4 separate regions of the Sus scrofa genome follow, and all the other regions are linked to region 1. Evidence: chromatin contacts called from public Hi-C and HiChIP or PLAC-seq data. All regions are on one chromosome and are shown on one strand. The core of a region is the stretch at or near the end of the contact, and the rest is flanking DNA. Distances in the headings are between cores, read along the strand shown. Region 1 overlaps GULP1 (PTB domain-containing engulfment adapter protein 1). Region 2 holds the start of DIRC1 (disrupted in renal carcinoma protein 1). Region 3 has its middle 40 kb from the start of DIRC1. Region 4 holds the start of GULP1 (PTB domain-containing engulfment adapter protein 1).

Region 1 (3,432 bases), core at 905-3,404:
GAAAGTATATCTAAGGATAATGATTCATAAACCAATGAAAATGAAGAAAACAAGCCTTTTTATTTTAATATTTTCTGGTTTCTTTGTGTCAAAGGTTAGATACTACAATTCAAGAGTATACAAAAGTATTTACATTTAAGAGTTTAGTCCCTGGCTCCTCTTTAATTCTGTTGTCATGAAGAAATGGCCAGAAGATGGTGCTATGGCTCTACTTAAAAAAAAAAGAAAGAAATTTGCTTATTAATTCAGTTTTGACACATCCCCCATTTTAATTTCCTGCTTATTTTTCTTAAACATATGTTTCCTGATTACTTTTTAAATTCACTATGGTTCAGTAATTTTATTTGCCACATAAGGTAACATTATATTTATATTTAATAATTTTTTTAAAGTTTGCAATGTTAATATATTGGCTTCTGACATTAAAGAAAAATTCAAAATTTAAGGCTAATACAGGATGTTAGAAACCTTCCAAGATTTTCAGTAATGTATTTTTAATCCTTCTGTGTTTAATGATGCTTAACTGTTTTCCAAGAAGAATTTTAAACTTTGATTTATTTTATTGAGTACTATTTTTCTATAATTTTGTGGAGAATTTATAAAGTTTTCATAAATATAATTTTGTTAAGTGTTTACTTTCAGAAATTCAATATTCTCTGAACAACATATTTTTCCATTTCTCAGTCATGTTCAACAATTTCTACCACTTATGCATGTTTAGTCTACCATTTAAGAAAATACCAAATTTTTCAAAAAGTGGTAATTTAAAAGCCCTTTTAACTTGTGCATATGTAATACCATTGTTATTGTAATGAATTTTGTTTTTAATAGTGAGTTATTTTTATTCATACAACAGGATTAGAATTAATTCATTAATTTTATTGCCTAATAAGTATATTCCATTAATAATTAGTTAGATTTCACTTTTTTAAAGTCTTTCGAGAAAGGAATAGAAATTGTGTGATCATGATAATTAAAATTCAATTGCATTCCCTTTAGTATTCTTTAAACTATTCCACTTACCAGTAGCATATTATTACAAAGAACTTTATGTATTTCAAGTAATAGTTCATCCTTCCACATCATTTGCGGTGATAAAGGCTTGTTTTTATTTGTTTGTTGTATCCAGGTAACCTCCAAAATTCTTAGGCTTTACCCCCTTTTACTATTTTTTTTGGACTATTGTATTCAAGCTTTTTGGTCATCTAAATCACTCTATCTAGATGACCAAAAGATAAATTCAGTGGAGCAAAAATAGAAAATAAAACTGCAAAAAGGCTGTTTAGCATTAACATTCCAGTAATAAATAGGGAGAAAAAAAGAATACAATGTAAGAATGAAAGTGTCTTCAAAATGTAAATTAGAAGTGTTCTGGAACACAGTTGAGAGGTCTCCAAGTAGGAAAAGAAATGTAGATCATGCAAACTATAGAATATGGTCATCTTAAATTTTAAAAATAAGGGCAGGAATGAGAATATTAAACCGTTTAAAATATAGATTGAACAGATGTAACCTTAAGCTTAAATGTTTTGCAATATCTATGCAACAATCAAGGCCAGTAACCAGTGAAAACCTTGATAAACATGACAATAGAACTGAAATTTTTTTTGTCTAACTCAGAAAATGTGCTGTGCAAAAGAAAAGTGTTATTTAGTAGGTAGCAGAACTAGGTTCTAGGCCTGATTGCTATAGATTCATGTTATGATCCAAGTAAATAACTTCTTTGAGACTTACTTTCTCACCTTTGAAATGGGAGGATTGGATTGGGTGACCTCTGAATCTTCTTTGAGCACAATTACTTTATCTTGATGTGAAGCAGAGGAAAAGGTTTCACAAGCTGTAGGCCAGGTATTTTATGTTCCTTTCTTTTTCTTTGTCCCATTCTCTTGCTTCCCTTCCTCCCTCCCATGTTTTTTCTACTTCTAGCCCCTACTTCCTCCCTTTGTTCATTTTTTCCATTATTTCTTCCCTTTTTTTTTTTTTTTTTTTTTTTTTTCCGGGCAGAAAAGAAATAACTCAACAGATAAGTTTAATATTAGTGGTTGTTTTGTGATGTACTTTTTGGAAAGTAAAAGAGGTCACAGGAACGGTGGTGTCCAGATGTGGAAAAGGAGCTATTGCTCATTGTCTGTTTCTGGAAAAGAGCAGCACCCAGGAAGCCAGCTTAGACTGCTTCTGCAGCCAACCATGGGAATGGCTTTGTTCAGATGCGTTCCCATAGATGGAAAGCAGCTGACTTACTTTGTCAGACTCCATATGTGAAAACCCGCAAATTGTTTTGATTATACCAATACAGGAAGAAGATTATGAAGGGAAAAGAAACAAATTAATCCACTTTCTTTGGGAGGGAGCTGGGATAATTTTTAAAGATCTTTACTGAAGCAAAACATAGTTTCTTAAAGACAAAAGAAAAAGAAAATTCCTCTGGCATGAATTAGTCAAATTTATGTGCAAAATGTAAGACTGCTGAAGACCAAGAAAAAAAGCTGTCTGTATTTATAGAACAGGACAGACAGCAAGCTGAAAAATTATACCATCCAAAATGAAATAAAAGAAATAGAACCACCCCCTGACCCCCCCATTCCCCCTCTGTCTTGGCTAACAAGGCAGACACTTCAAGGCATTCTTATATGCATTAAGTACATTATTCTCCATGCAGTGCAAAGCCATGAAGAGAGAAAGAGGCCTTCAGCCACTCTCTGCTCTGGGACTGAACTATACCATGTGTATTCACATCTGGCCTGAATTAGAAAGAAATGCACAATGCAATAAATATGACACACAAAAGAAGACTGAAACCCCACCCTGCCTTACGTATAGTCTATTTTGAATCAAGTTAGGGTGAGCCATATGCTGAAAAATTTTATACTAGAAACTAACTTTTGAAGCCCTCACAAGGGGAGAATGAATAAAATTATTTTCCAATGGTTCTTTTCTGTTTCTTGAAAAAAAAAAGGTAGGCAGGGGAGGACGGAAAGAAGGAAAGTGGGGAGAGAGTAGCATTGCCAAATAAAACTAAGACACTTGGTAAACTTTGAATTTCAGATAAACAATGAATGATTTTTTTGGTACAACTGTGTCCCAAGTATTGCATGGGACATACTTATACTAAATAGCATATATATGTTATATATAAGTGTGTGTGTGTGTGTGTGTGTGGAGTGTATATGTGTATTCTAAAATAAAGATTTTTGAAAATAGTCATTGTTTAATATTCATATTTAACTGAGCTTCTGTAATTTTTCTACCACTAAATCTGACAGTGCTGAGAGAGAGAGGAAGAAACTCCATCCACTAAGTGCATGAGTATTCTGATTTTCTTTTTGATTTTTTTTTTGGTTTGTTTTGCTTTTTAGGACCGAACTCGCAGCATATGGAAATTCCCAGGCTAGGGGTCAAATCAGAGCTGCAGCTGCCAGGCTATGCCACAGG
Region 2 (3,328 bases), core at 110-2,609, 210 kb after region 1:
ATATCTACAGGCTCATTAATCCTTTATTAATGCCAACAGTTGAAAATAAGTCTTTGGCAATGTTCTATCTGCTTCAATCTCTCTGTGCCAACCCCACCTTTCAGCATTTTTAAGCCAAAGTTATCTCTGGGCCAAAAGGCAATAAATATCTTCTATTCCCTGGTCAAAAAATCTGCAATCACTAGTAGCTACTCTAGGCTGTAGAATTCTCTCTTCCATCCCTCTGTTTCTTTCCACCACTGTTCCAGTTTTCCTTCTTGTACCTTTCCATTTCTCCCATGAAAGCTGTTCCCTCTCTCTTTGTTTCTTAATTCTTCTTAAATTGGGGGGAGGGAAGCATTTGGGTTAAGGAGGGCAAGAAAGGCTGCAATATTCACTGTCCTTTTGTTCCCTAAGATAGACAGTCTTTCCATACTTCACAACATTTTCTTTTCTCTAGTAGGTTTGCTGTTTTCATGACAGCTTTGTAAAATTGCATTCCTAAGTTAGTGCATCACTGTTTTTTGTTGTATGCTCTTGAAATTCTCCAGAACCCTTAACCAAGCAGGCTCAGTAAATGGAGTTAGTATTTGGGCCCTCCAAAGAGTCAGAGACAAAAAAAAATAGTTACTTGGTCAAGAATTTTTATACAGTACTTAACCATCTGAGCTCACAAGATAAATGGCAGACATTTATTCATAACACAGTCAGTGAAACTGGGCTTGTAGAAGGCTTTTTGGTCCTTGTTATTTGCAGGAATACTGAGTTCTCAAAGGATAACTCTATATTTAATTATGCTTATCGACACACAAAGTATGCAGCACATAAATATTTAATTACATAACTACATAGTTCTCACAGTGAATATATGTCCCTGTTCTTTACACAGAAGTAGCCTTGATTCCAGGCAGCATTGTCCACATTATGAAAGGCAGAATTAGAACTTTTTTTAAGTAGTTAATAAGTAATTAAAGTAGAGTGGATTAAACTAACATAGTTTGGAGAACATTGCAGAGATAACTCGACTTCCTAAACTTTTAGAATGTAGGATTTATGCCTTTGTTACTTTTCTGAAAGATATGGACTGAGTTTTTTTTTTTTTTTTCCTGAGAAGCTACGTGGCATTACTTCATCCTCAGATTCACTTTTGCCCTTGGACTCCTTCTCACCCTTCTCCTCCTTAGGGAGAAAGAGAGAGGGGGAAAAAAGTACTGTTTTAGCCAACTGGCTTTATTAAAGCTTTCTCATCTACAAGGCATGAGAATATGTTTATGAATCTCTTCTGATTGGCAATAAGATGTACAATTGTTCTCTAATTAGAAACTTCTGAGTCCTATCGTATTGTTTAACCTACCTCAATCCCAGTGCAAGTTGGTGACATGGGTCAACTAATAATTTTATTTAATTATTATTAGACAATGTAGGACTAACTAAAAACTACCACCAGCATTTTGCTGAGTTATTTTCTTTGCTGGTGATGAGAGCAGGGAAAGATGGAGCTCTGGAGGGAGGGTACTGGAAATCACAGTGAACTTGGTTATGAGATTGAATGCTAGCCTTGATTCTGACAAAATGTATCTGTATGGAGCTGACCAAACCCCGCAAGATTACTGGAATTTGGTTTTCCTGTCTGTAAAAATACAATTTATAAGATTCTCTCTAGATCCTGTAATTCTAATTAACTCAGAGAAAGAGACTGAAGGACGGGAAGAAATACACACATCTGTTACCAAATGGCTGGGTGGATTTGAGAAACCCATATTTAGTTAATACTTTATCAGTGTTGTTTTGCTTTTGCAACATTTTAATAAAAATGTTTGCTAACATTGTCAAGGAATTTCCTAGCTAAAATACAATCAAGAGATATCTTTGAAGACCATTTCTCTCCCTGTTCCAATTCCAACTCTGGGATCTACCACAACTAACCAAAAATATCAATGTCATTGACAGATAGTAAAAGATACAGTTAATCATACCTCATTGAAAATCAAACAGTTGCCTCCTTTCCCTGATGTTTGGCTATAAACAAAATCCAAAAGCAGTATCTTTTATTTGTGTGTGTTAATTCCTGTTCGTGTGTTGAGAACATCAGTCAGTGACTCATATTACTGACACACAGCCAGCACAGCTGGATAGGCACAGAATGTATTTCATAACAACAGGACAAAGAAAGAAAGACAAGGAGAAAAGTTTATTTAAAAAATTTGTATAGCTTGCTGTTATAAATGCACCATGCAAACTTTTCTAAGAAAATAGCTTAAGGGAAATGCAAGTTATTTGGACCTAATTAAAAATTACTTTATTAACTCCTTGAAGGTAGCTATTCCCTCTAGAAACCTCACTTTCCCCGACTGAAAAGAAGCAACAATTTATGAATATTACCAGAGTGTCCCTCTGGTGACAAGTTAGAGATATAAATAAAATCAAAATACTTCAGAATAATTTTGGAACTCTTTTGAAATAAATAGGAATAGGAAGTGGATTAAATGTAAGAGGAAAAAAAGGTATCATTTAACTCCTTAGAGAACTGATAAATTAACTTAGAAATATTTGCACTCTAGCTTTGAAAGGGTGAGTCAATTGATGCAGAACAATGCCAAAGATGACACGTTTTAACGGAATAGTCCATGGATAACATTTCCCAGTGCAGTAAATGTAAATGACATTGTCACTCATTGTGTCTTCTATCTACAATATATAGAAAGTCAAATTAAGTTGTTGACTGGATAGTTAAATTAAACATAAAGTTTTTAAGATATGAGATAGGTTACAATATGTCTATTGTCACTGGTTTTTTTTTTTTTTTAAGTTCTCATAATTGTAAGAGGAAAGATCACTTCTTCAGAACGTGCTGATAGAGAAGGCTTCCTTGAGCCAAATAACTTATGATTGAGAAACGAGTGCCTTGGCAAATCCCCTATTTAGACAGAGCTCACATATGCTTCTCATTCTGATGGTGAGAAACCATGCTAGAATAATCAGTCCAGCCATGTTCACCTTCATTCTGAGAAATACAATAAACAGCAATGCATTTGTAGAGAGGTATAAGATGTATTACCTTAACAATTGATGTAAAATTTTTCCTAAACGTGTATTGTGTTTGTTGGAGGAAAATATCTTGGAAGTCATTTAGAAGTGGAAAGTGAGATTTTGAAGGCAAGAGAAAAATCTGCCATAAGAAAAGACAAATGCTTTGAATTAGAAATAAACAGGAAACTGGGGGTGAAAGGAAGAATAAAACAAGAATCATAGGCAAAAGAAGACCTTGGCTACATGATCACAACCTGGAGACCAATATTTGGAATGAGGGAGAGAATTTTAGATACATCAATTATCTAAAAGTCTATTT
Region 3 (3,110 bases), core at 278-2,777, 250 kb after region 1:
TATTTTTGCTTTTTCCATTTCTCAAATATTTATCTTCCCCCTTTCCTTTCAAATTAAAAATAAGCTTGGATGACTCCCGTAAGATGGAGAAAGAGGCAGATTGAGTAATGGAAAAATGAATAAACTTGGAATTTGGAAGCTTGTCTTCCAGTCCTGGCATTACCCTTCACCATTTCTTTGGGCAAATTCAGTCTTTGTAAGTCTCAGTTTCCTCATTTGTAAAATGTGGATAATAACTCTTGTTCCACTTACCTCACTAGTTGTTGTGAACGACTGAGGTAAAGGCGAAAGGTCTGTGAAAACCTATTACATAAGTGTAAAGCGTTACAATTACGACTACTACTTTTATAGATTTATTGGGACTAAATTTCTAACCTGGTGTCCTTGCACCTGACTCAGTCACTTTACTTACATTGAATTTATTTTTTGATAGACCTAGAATCTTCAAGACTCTGTCCAATGTTGTAACTTGTGAGGGAATATTTATTTCAAGCTTTAGAAACTACGCTTATTTGGGTGAAAATGGTTTGCAAAGACTACCACATCTCCTGTTTTAAATAGTTGTAGAATTAAAGCTGAGGGGGAAAAATGCAGGGGGAAGCATCTCTTATGAAATCTGAATCACACTGGCCATCTCCGTGTATCTAAGTGTATTAGACTGAAACAGAGGAGCTATCTCTTGTAAATGTACTACCAGGGGGCACCCGAGGCCATTTGCTGAAAGATACTGGCTCTGGCTCAGTTACTTCTAAGTAACTTCCAGATATTTTCCCCCATGACTTTACCACTTGGCTCCCCTTGCTAGTCAGCACCAGCCTCCAGGCTCTCCCTTTTCCAGACTGAGCAGTGCTCCCCACCCTGCTTTACTTCCTCTAAATGCCAAAGCTTTGAGGTTTCCAAAAAGCAAACACAGCCTGATCCATCGTCCGGTGGCTGCATTTGAGTGTCTCAAACCATTTATTCCTTTTATTGGCCTTGGAGACACAGGATAAAGAAAACTTAGGGGAAGGATCCTGGAGTTTTAAAAAGGGCTGACTCATGTGCCCTAGGTCACAATGACCTTTTGGAGTCCTCAGAACTTTCTCGACATACCCTCAGATCTCTCTAACCAGTTGCTAGCAGCATTATCACAGAAGTAGCAGTCTGTAATTCCCCCTAGACTGGTGGAGCCCCAACCACAGTTGGGAGATACAGCCTGAATGATGACAGAAGCACCCTGACTCCAGCGTGGCTTTGTGTGTGGCAGGAAAATTATTTGGTCCAGTTGCTCTACTTAAGGATTTCCTCAACTGGTCAAGGGGATTTAAATTGTGGAATGGAAAACACTGGCCTCTTTTCTCAGTTATGTATATGCATCTGTTATTATGCTATATATTTCATATACTTCTAAATTATATTTTCAATGCTCACATTAGATGATTCCTAATTTTCAGGTGCTGAAAATTGCTTGTGGAATACTGGAAATAAGAAGAAAGGAGGGGCGCGGGAACAGTTGCCTAGAACATCACTTGTAACGTGTTGACAGTATTTTCCCTCTCCCCTTCAGGAGGGTGTGAAAATCAACTCAGCCAATAGAGAAATAGTTTAATAATACTGCAGCCAGGGATCTCTGAGAAGTGCTTCCAATTCTCCACATTGATCTTAGCAGTGACATTTCTATATTGACATCAGTTTTCACTAGTTCCCACCAGTAAAACACCACCAGTAAAACACAAATTCCATCAGGTTGCTCCTATTGAGCAGAGCATAGTCTGGTTTGACTACTGAATATTTTATAAAGTGATCCATATTTTTATTTTATAATCCCTCAAAATATTTTATATTTATCTTCTTGTTTCAATTTCAACATTTCCTGCTTATTTCACATGTATTTCCTCTGTGTAGGTCTGTGCCACTATATATGGTAAGGATTTCCAAAATGCACTTTTTTCTAAATATTTTTCCTTGAAGATTTTTTTTATTTATGTGCAATAATCTGAAAAAGTAACCTCTCCTACTTCCAAAGGCAGTGCTCAAGCAAAACACTTTCACTTTCCACTCTGGCCCCTTCCTTTTCTGGCTTCATCCATTTTTCAGACCTTAAAATAAATGTCCTTCTTTAGAGAAACATCCCATAAATTCTAAGAATAGTTTAGGTCTTTCAGTAATAGATCCACATAGGTCCCAGTACTTCAGGTTCATGTCAAATTACATTGTTTCTAGTAAATACCAATTTGTATAATTGTTTGTGTGATTTTAATGGCTTTATTTCTGGACTTGAGGCTGCGTGAGGGCAGATAATCATGCTTTTCTTGAACACCGCTAAGTTTCCTTTTTCTACCAGCGTACCTGGAACTCAGTAGTAGCACAGAAACATTTTTGCATGAGTGAAGAATGAATAAACCAACCACTCTCTGGCATACAATTCCCTGTGAACCTAAAACATGTAATCCTGATGAAACCTGGTGAACATTTATGCCACTAGTTGATCAGGGGTAGAAGCAAAAGAGTCAGGAAAAATTGCTTCTCTGAATCTTGCATTAGTTGACTAAGTTTTCATGATGCATTAATTCTCCAATCTTCTCAAGCTAATTTTAGACTCCAAAGCCATGTAGAGATGATCTGTTTTGTACTTCTGACATCTTTTGATGGACCACCTGACAGCTCTAAGTCAAATACATTTAGAGTCTAGCCCTAAGACATGGGTGTATTCTCAGTTCTCAGTCAGTTCAACCACTGCATAGGCTGATTCAATGGTTCTTATCTGCAGAAGGCAAAAGCAGAGGTGTAGAATTATTGCTCTCATTGCTCTTAGAATCTGTCAATGGTGGTTGAAAAGATAAGGATGAGACATTTCTTTATTTCTTCTTTTCACTATGTCTGTTAAAGAGATTACCAACAACCCACCCTTTTTTAGGTCCCTCTGTGCATATTAATAATTTGTCATTCTTTCTGATTACTCAGTTATACTGATACAGTCATCAACTGAGTCTACTTGCTTGCCAAACATTAAGAAATGACCACTAAAAAAAAAAGACAAGGTCAGGAATGGTAAAGACAGCAAATCCTTTGAGCCATTTTATTAGACTCAAAAGAGTCATTTTGGTGACAATATTCCTTTGCTTTAGTGG
Region 4 (2,990 bases), core at 255-2,754, 220 kb before region 1:
AAATATTGTGTTAAAAGAACACAGAGATGTTTATAATTATATAATGGAAGCATGGGTTTGATCAGCTGGTCAACTTCCTTATTCATATTGGGCTATCTCTTGATTTATTTTTATAATCATTTTGATATTAAGTAAGCATCATTTTTTAGTGATTGAATATTGTTATTTACAGAAAAAGCAACCAACATTGTCCTATGATTCATGTTTTCAGTGGAGTCATTTTACTGTGTGCTTGGCTGTTGTAATAAAGTAGGAAGCATACTGAAAAGATAATAATGCCCACATATGAAGAGGCCTAATTTCTGGCCCTATTTGGCGTGTCCCAACAATGAGATTTGGGGAAAGTCAATTAAGATTATTGGACTTCAGTTGCCTTGTATTTAAATTAAGAGAGTTTGGCTAGAATTAGCTAATCCCTAAATTTAGTTTAGTTTTGTCTTTGTAGGGCCATACCTGCAACTGTTCCCAAGTTAGGGGTCGAATGGCAGCTGCAGCTGCTGGCCTACCCCACAGCAACATGGGATCCGAGCTGTATCTGTGACCCATACCACAGCTCACAGCAAAGTCGGATCCTTAACCCACTGAGCGAGGCCAGGGATCGAACCTGCTTTCTCATGGATACTAGTCAGATTTGTTTCTGCTGAGCCACTACAGGAACTCCTAAACTTAGTTTTCATTTCAAAAATTGTGATTTTACATTTTTAAAGCATTTGGGAGAAGAAAACTGATTCAATTAAAGTCTTTGGGGGAAATTTCTAGTACTATCTTCTAGTTACAAATATAGTGTGACATAAGAACCAAATATTTATTGACTACTTTCTCCATGCCTGATGCTATTCTAACTCCTGTAAATGTGATCTTGACTCTATGAGTTCTCTTACACAGTTTCTTTGGCAGCTGTAATTGTGACCAGTGACCTAGGGTAGAGAATAAGTGTGTAGTCTTGAAAGGAATATGACCAGTCTGATTCTAAGCCCCAGATTCCACTGTAACACAATATATTTAAGTCTTGCAAAATGCTTCCCCCCCTCTCCATCTATTTTCACATTCAAATTAAAAATTTAGTAAACTAAATTCTGAGCAATGTCTAGAAAAACTTTAGTAAAGTTCCACTTGTTCTCAAAGAATCACTTAAACGAGGATACTACTCCTTGTCCTTCTTCCCACATAGAAGTTAATCGTGTCAGTGAGAACATTTGCTGTGTTTTCCCTTGAACCTGTAGAAGTCCTGAGTTCTGAGGTTAATATCTGAAAGGAGCAAAGGAGCATTATCTGGTGGTGTTGGCAGTTTTCTTTCTTTCCCTTCCTTTCTTTTTTATTTTTAAGGCATAACAAAGTGCAGAGATTCGATCTGAATTTTTTAAAAATGAGGAAAAATAGAGAAAAAGTGTAGAGGTGCAGTCAGAGCCACAGCAAACACTGTATCCACGCTTTCTTGATAAAGGCTGTAAAGAAGGCGTGTTCTACTCAAATTCGTGTGTCTGCTTCTTTTGACACTCTTTCCGCCGTTGTTAAGCAGCACAAGTGTTTTAAGATTGTGTTCGGAAACACATAGAGATAAGGGAAGGCAAATAATCCCCATTCAGTGCTTCAGGCAGGAGGTTCGAAAGGAAACGCGGCGGGGGACGAGGGCTGGGGGTGGGAGAGGAGCTGCATTTTTGCTTCTGTGCCGGCTAAGAAGCCAGCAAGGTAAGGCTTCCCTTCTCCAGTCGGGTTTCTCTCGCATTCCATTCTCCCCCATGGGTCCTGCGTGCAGACGACACATAGCTCAGTGGGCGCACAGGAGGCGAGCATTAGAGATTAAAGAAAGTCAGCGAGATTGAACACGGGCGTCCCGTTTGGAAGTGTCCAAGGAGACCAGCCGAGACTGGGAGCGTTTCCTTCTGGCCGAGAGGGGGAGCCCCGCGTTCCCAGCCTGGAGCGACCCGGAGTCCCGAGCCTCGAGCCCCAGCCGCCAGCCAGCGCGTTTTGGCTCCAGCCGCTAAGGAAGAGGAGGGAGGGGGCAGAGAATGCGTAGAGGGAGGGGACCGGAGCCGGAGGGTCCCGAGTCCAGCACGGTGTTGACGTAGAGAAACTTTCCCTCTCGGCCGCGGAAACGGCGCCCCGGCTGTGCTGGAGCGGAGATCGCCAGGTTCCGAGGACGCCGCGGCTCTCCACGCCCCTGCCCGGAGCCTGACCCGACTGCATCAGTCAGTAAGGTACGGAGAGACGCCGTTTATCCTGGGGCTTCGCTGGCTGCAAACCCCAGCGTCCCGCCAGGTAGCGTTCAGTCCCTTTTAAGTCGACATCCTGAGAAACGGCGGGCCGGTGGTCAGCCCCGGCCGGGTGCAGGGGAAGGAGGGCGCGGGGCTGTGAGCCGCCGCTGCTGCCGCTGGGCAGGTTGCAAAGATTGGGACAGTGAAAGGCTTTGGGAGACGTCCGGCAAGGAAGGAGAATAAGACCTGTTGACGACCGCTGTGGCAGTGCTTCAGGGATGACGAGGAGTCAGTCTCACGAGGTCGGGGACGCAGTGTTCTCCCGACTCCTGGAGCCCTTTGTGGTAACTTTGGTCCGGGTGACCGGGGCCGGCGGGCGGGAGCTGGAGGGAGCCGAGGGTCGACTGTGGTCAGTACGGCTGCGGGGGTAGGGACCAGACGCGACTGAGCAAGCAAGTCTTCGCCGGGTCACAGCGGGGCGACCCAGGAGCTAAACTTCTTTAGCTTAACCTCCCTTTTGTTGGCCGCGGGAGGGAGTGTGAGCAGGGGGGGCGGGGAGGCGCGAAGCTCCGAGGCCCGGCCGCGGATTCTTTAAAGCCCAGGCTGGGAGGGCCCAAACTCAGGGGCCGCGCCCACAGGGTTACCCTTTGGCTGGGTGGGTCAAGTATTTCTTTCTGGTGGGCGCTACTTAGAGGGGCGCGTGGCGCTGCGCGGTATTGAGACCCTGGGTTCTCGCTGGGGTCCACCACCCTGTGGGCTGAATCACTGCACGGATCAGAACCCAAAGAGATCGGT

Evidence for each region. Hi-C and Micro-C count contacts between places; a contact is called where the count stands out from the background. HiChIP or PLAC-seq counts read pairs in DNA pulled down with a chosen protein or histone mark.
Region 2: an H3K27ac HiChIP or PLAC-seq map of skeletal muscle shows a contact between it and region 1, with 11 times the contacts expected there. The contact joins the promoter of DIRC1 here to the enhancer-like site in region 1. A contact is called at or near these places in 6 of 47 Hi-C or Micro-C datasets (embryonic fibroblasts, fibroblasts, heart right ventricle and 2 more) and 1 of 2 datasets of contacts at active chromatin or transcription factors (skeletal muscle).
Region 3: a contact with region 1 is called in a Hi-C map of subcutaneous adipose tissue, with 2.9 times the contacts expected there. The contact joins two enhancer-like sites. A contact is called at or near these places in 2 of 47 Hi-C or Micro-C datasets (embryonic fibroblasts and subcutaneous adipose tissue).
Region 4: a Hi-C map of fetal skeletal muscle shows a contact between it and region 1, with 1.6 times the contacts expected there. The contact joins the promoter of GULP1 here to the enhancer-like site in region 1. A contact is called at or near these places in 1 of 5 promoter capture datasets (liver), 9 of 47 Hi-C or Micro-C datasets (alveolar macrophages, embryonic fibroblasts, fetal skeletal muscle and 5 more) and 1 of 2 datasets of contacts at active chromatin or transcription factors (skeletal muscle).

What each region holds. Positions count from the first base shown.
Region 1 is chr15:93,201,212-93,204,643 of Sscrofa11.1, forward strand. The region is part of intron 5 of GULP1 (PTB domain-containing engulfment adapter protein 1); the gene reads left to right. Among named protein-coding and RNA genes, the nearest start is that of DIRC1, 210 kb to the right of the region's middle. Within about 2 kb of position 2,155, at least 18 of the 83 cell types and tissues checked have an H3K27ac peak or open chromatin away from gene starts, as enhancers often do. A contact at or near this core is called in fetal skeletal muscle, skeletal muscle and subcutaneous adipose tissue, where this site is marked.
Region 2 is chr15:93,412,588-93,415,915 of Sscrofa11.1, forward strand. It overlaps DIRC1 (disrupted in renal carcinoma protein 1), which reads right to left and starts at 1,360. Exons shown (of 5, transcript XM_005674557.2): 1 at 1,334-1,360; 2 at 1,108-1,158. The coding sequence starts at 1,360.
Region 3 is chr15:93,452,299-93,455,408 of Sscrofa11.1, forward strand. No RefSeq gene overlaps it. Among named protein-coding and RNA genes, the nearest start is that of DIRC1, 40 kb to the left of the region's middle. Within about 2 kb of position 1,528, at least 13 of the 83 cell types and tissues checked have an H3K27ac peak or open chromatin away from gene starts, as enhancers often do. A contact at or near this core is called in subcutaneous adipose tissue, where this site is marked.
Region 4 is chr15:92,986,590-92,989,579 of Sscrofa11.1, forward strand. GULP1 (PTB domain-containing engulfment adapter protein 1) reads left to right here and starts at 1,505. Exons shown (of 12, transcript XM_021075382.1): 1 at 1,505-2,198.